Linked DNA regions of Lactuca sativa: region 1 is linked to region 2. The links are chromatin contacts, called in public Hi-C maps. All regions are on one chromosome and are shown on one strand. Each heading gives the region's core, a stretch centred on a gene start, on an enhancer-like site or on the middle of the called end of the contact. The rest is flanking DNA. Distances are from core to core; before and after follow the strand shown.

Region 1 (2,700 bases), core at 139-2,638, 180 kb after region 2:
TAAAAAATTTGGGGATTTCATTTTCCCTCCGAGACGCGCGTTTCTTAAAAAAAATATAAAGCGACATTCACAGACGACGCACAAGCGTCTTCCGTGTTTTTAATATTTTTACATGAGACACTAATTTAAGGGCACTCAGTAATGCGCGACCTAAATCCTTAAAATTATTGAAGAGATGACACTTTTTTAATGTCGCTCTCTAATGCGTAACATAAATCAAAGAGCGTCGTGTTTTGCACGTCGTAAAAGGGTATTTTTCTTGTAGTGGGTGTCCATGACCGTGGTAATTTGTTGTTTACTGCATTTGTCCTTCTATTATTTTCTACTTCTAGATCATGCAGATGGCCGAAACATAATTAGTATCGTGATGATGATGATCTTGTGAAGGCAACAAGAAGATGGTGATGTTTAGAGAGAGAGAGAGGTGGTTTTCTTTTTTAATTATTAAAATAAATAAATAACTATTAGATTTTAAAAAAAATGAAAGAAAAAAGAAAAATAAATACCTTAAGGGTATTACAGTCATTTCAGTTTACTGAAGAACCAAATCCGCAACGAAACTAGCTTAAAAGGACCACAAAACCATAAAAGTCGAGGTTTTGACTAAAAATCAGAAAAAAAAAAATACATACTACATACCATTTTTGTAGTTTTGTTAATAAGATTTTAATGTGATCATGCATGCAAATATAACATGTATCGTATATAAGTTTTAGGAATAATAATTGAAATCCATAAATCAAAATTTGCATTTTGCACAACAAACCAATGTTTTAAAAACCGGTTTGAACCGGTTAGATCAGGAACCGGGGGAGAGAGCGGTTCAACTATCATCGATTTTACATCGATTTCTGAACTGGATTGAACTGACCGATTTTTAGGAAAAACCCAGTTGAATCGGTCAAAATAAACCGGTTTAACCGGTTAAACCGAATAAAAACATATAGAAAATAATTATTTGCATAATAAACTTTGGTGAATTTTTTAAAATCTATATAGTTTTCTCCAAATAAAAACATATGATAAATGTTATAATTTTTATTGATGTGTTTGTATTCATCTAAAACTATATTTTTTTCGATATTATACTTTATTTTCTTTTTGACGTATATAGATTGATATAAAACACTAAAACTTATAGTAATGTGTTATTTTAATATATTTGGAGTGATCTATAACTTATTTTTATGTATATTTTTAATGTTTGAACTTGTAACGTCAAATTATTATTATATATTTATGTATATATAGAAAAATAAAAGAACATATGAAAATTATAGAAAACCGATTGACCGACAGTCGAACCGGTTAAACCGATTGAATCGAAAACCAGTCATTATATGAGTTCAATTAAAAGGTGTTTTTAAAACATTTCAACAAACCCCTCTTTGCTTTTTAGTATTATTTGTTAACCATCCGTTGGCCATGGGGAAGCTAGGGCTCCAATTGTGCCAAGCAAAACCCCTAATTCTGGAAATCATAAAACCGAAGGGCACGGATTTTCAAAATTAGAACATTCAATCATTACATAGCTTTTTTCTTTACCAGAACCTGACGGTATCAGCCTCATCTCCACTGTTGTCAGTTTGGCGGTTTCACACTGAGTGGACTAACTCTTCATTCACTCTCGATCTTGTATACGAAGGAAATTTGTTAATGAACGACATGGAAATTGATCCCATATCGGGTTGATGTCATTGACGTGGGTTCTGTACATGTTCGGCCAGTGATGATACCTTGCCGGTTCTCTCTCTGCGCCTCGCCGGCTCCGCCCGCCGCCCTGTTCCGCCTGCTGCCTCTTAGTTGAGGTATTTTTGATATGTATTGTAATTTGTTGTTTATTAATTGCTAATACTTAGTTATCTATTTGTTATTGTTAATCGTGGGAATGTTTAGTTGAGTTAGGATTTGTTGAAAATCGATTTGTTTGCTGTTAATTCTTAGTTGTTACTACTTGATATTTTGTTGCACGATTCCTATTCCCTTCAAAACCAAAAAGTAAAAGACTCCATTAATCCCAAAATAGAAAAAGAGAAAGAGAGGAAGAGACAAACTGCAATACCCTTTTTGGTTCTCTTTTTAAGGATTAGACTATGTGGGAAAAGGCATGTACAATACCACTTTCAAGAACATTATCATGATTTAGATCAAAACCATCTTCAAAAACAAGAAACCTTGCTCGGCCTCTCTTTGATTTTATCATCTTTTATAGTTGCATCATGCCAATTTTTCTATCATTAATTGAAAGATTATAGTTTGAAGACAGATCAAAGTTAAAGCAAAAGTATGATCAAGAATTAGAAAACCCTAGCAAATGATCAAGTTTTTATGCATAAAAAGTTTGAACCCTAGAAGTGAAAGTAAAATGATGCACGGGGTTTGCACTTTGCAGAAATGGAAGATGTATGATGAACTGAATTGAGAATAAGTTGTTTATTATTTAGTTATATTATGTATTACATTGTATATATGTATCTAATATTTTATTATATCATATATAACACTAGATTTATGTATAGGTAATTATTGGGAAGCTTCACAAGGATTTATCCTACCACAGACACTTCATTCCTTATCAGTGTTGACTATCCAATTAGGTGTCAACTGATGAAGCATTTAGACTTGATTCAGGTGACATATTCTTATACTTGAAAAACTCCTTATCTTTTTTGTTCATACTGTGATTACAGATTCCCAATT
Region 2 (2,700 bases), core at 99-2,598:
AGGAATATGCATTCAATTTTTTCTTTAAAAAGCTTTCAAAATTTTTTTCCTTGTTTGAACTGCATCCAAAGATCTAGTCATCTAGACAAGCGATATTTCATAGGAGTTGTAGATATCAAATATTTAAAAACCCAAAAAAAGTCAAGAAAATATTATACCTAAATACATACATTTATATGCATATATATGTTGATATAAATGTATATATAAGATTTAATCGATGATTTATTGTTTGTAGTTTTGTGGGATATTGGTGAAAAAAGCAACCTACCTTCAACCATCTTCATCAAACATGGCTTCAAAGAAACCAAATCCACCCTATCATTCAACTTTGCTCCTTTAACCTGTTCAAAATTATTCAATGCCAACAAATTACTACAGATTTACAGACATTTTCAATGCCAATAATTAATTACAGTCTACCCCTTATTTCTAGAGCCAAAATTTTCAAATACAGACCAATTTCACTATGACATGCTGTTCATCATTAATTACAGCTTTAATGGTGTTGTGAGTTTCAGAATTTAGGCTCTAGGAATTAGTTTTGTCACCAATTTCTCCAATAATCAAGGATTGAAATTAGCGCCGAAAACATAGTAATTATTCATCAATAGTTTTGGTAATTAGTAACGAGTGTTATTGATAATTAATCTGAAATGTTCGAACCAAATTAATGCAATTATCGTGAATTTCTATGGGAAGTTCACCTCGTGTGAGAGAGAGTAATTGGTTAGATGGCAAGTATCGACATTAACAGCTAGTAATTTCTTCACGTCGAGTATTTTGTCTGTGGAGATGCCCTGCATTTTCGTTACAAATTAAGTTGAAATCCATCTAACAAATAAATGAATTCGCAAATCCTTAGTTGTAATTTACCTTGAGTATAACTTGAGTTTCATAAGGAGTGATGATAGTTATGTCTAGAACACTAGGAACAACTGCAAAAATTAAAAATCATGTTACTGTAACTGTTATTGATTCTGAATGAGATTCCGATTAGAGAACAGAGAAGATTAAGAGAAGAAGAAGACGAAGACCTTTCTCTTCCTTCTTCTTCTTATCGGCTTTGGTTTTGTTTCCTTTTCCTCTGTTTGACCTCGGTGCCATAGCTTCTGAGTTGTTTTTATTGTTTCCGTGTATTGAGAATGGAATGGAAAAAGGAGGGTTCTTCAATGGCGAATGGAAAATGCCATTTGAGAAATTAATGAAGAATTGGTTGATATGAGAAGATATATGAAGATGAAGATATAAGGATAAGAGTGTGTCTTGGGAGCTATCTCTATTTGTGGATTTCTGAAATTTTCCTGGCCTCTCCTTTGCTACTGTGATTCTCTCTCTCTCTAACTACAAGATACATGTGATAGCCCTTTTAAGAGACCGTGTGACATTGTGAAGGAGAGAGAATATTATATTAAGTAGGGTTAACAATTAACTTTGTTATATAAGATGATATATACATTCAAACGTGTCAAGAATCTTTAAAATTATAATTAAAAAAGTTTACACTATCAATAAAAGTAATCAAATTATTCTATTTATGTAGTAAACTTTTTTTTTATAAGATTTAATCACTTAGTTTTCAATTTTGTATTTTTTAATTTATCATTATAAAACTTTGTATTTTTTATTGACATACATGTTATATGAATTACAGATGTGAATCAAACCACATAAATCGTCTGCACCGCACCACACCACACCGTATTGCATTATGTGGTTTTTGATTTTTACGGTGCAGTTTACGGTTTGTATTTTTTATAAACACCACTTTACAGTACGATTTGTGGTTTGAAGTTAGAAAACTAAGGTTCAAACCGCACCGCACTGCAAATTTATATTTTATCAATTTGTACAATCTAACTATTAAATTTCAATAGTTAACTAATATTAGTTTCAATTAATAAAGGTCAATATCTAACGATTCGACGTCAACAAAACATATATCCTTTATCAGTTTGATGATAAATTAAAACTAACAGAACAACCAATTAGTTTCATAAAGAAAAAACTATATAGAGAGTTGAAAGAAAAGGAAGTGACAATTATTAAGACACATATATATTTATGTTTTATAAGATATATTAACAGTAAATTACAATTTTGGTCCTATGGTTTGGTGATAAGATGTATCCATGTGGTTTAAAGAAGTTGCATTGCATATCCTTAGTTCATTCAAAAAGACTATTTTACCCTTATTTTTAATTTTTTGTTTTTCTTTTATATATATATATATATATATATATATATATATATATATATATATATATATATATATATATATATATATATATATATATATATAATATTGTTTTTTTTCACTTACATTTTATTTTAATTATTTAGATTTTATTTGACATTTTTTTAATATATTGTTTAATATTTTTTTTACATTTAGATTGTTTATATTTTTTAGAATAATTTTTTCCGGTTTTTGACATTTTGTTTGAATACATTTAATTTTTTTTTTGACGTTTTATTTGTTTATCCTTTTTAAATTACTTATTGTAAAAAATGTAAAAATGTTCCTTAAATTTGAATATTATTAACATAGATTAGGTATAAAGTTTTTTTTAATAGGATTAACGGATAGACTAACTAAACTTCAAAAACGGGTTTCAAGTTATATAATGATAAATTGGAAACCATATAACTCGAAAACGAATAGAATTTCTAAAAATGAAAAAAAAAAAATGAACTCAA

Evidence for each region. A called contact is a pair of places that touch in the nucleus more often than the background predicts.
Region 1: a Hi-C map of leaf shows a contact between it and region 2, with 4 times the contacts expected there. The contact joins the promoter of LOC111898899 here to the promoter of LOC111898901 in region 2. A contact is called at or near these places in 2 of 4 Hi-C or Micro-C datasets (leaf and seed).

The regions. Positions count from the first base shown.
Region 1 is chr4:152,547,341-152,550,040 of Lsat_Salinas_v11, forward strand. LOC111898899 (protein FAR1-RELATED SEQUENCE 6) reads left to right here and starts at 1,389. Exons shown (of 4, transcript XM_042901188.2): 1 at 1,389-1,808; 2 at 2,520-2,631. The coding sequence starts at 2,608.
Region 2 is chr4:152,363,573-152,366,272 of Lsat_Salinas_v11, forward strand. It overlaps LOC111898901 (protein REDUCED CHLOROPLAST COVERAGE 3), which reads right to left and starts at 1,349. Exons shown (of 23, transcript XM_023894791.3): 1 at 1,038-1,349; 2 at 877-938; 3 at 708-800; 4 at 272-344. The coding sequence starts at 1,107.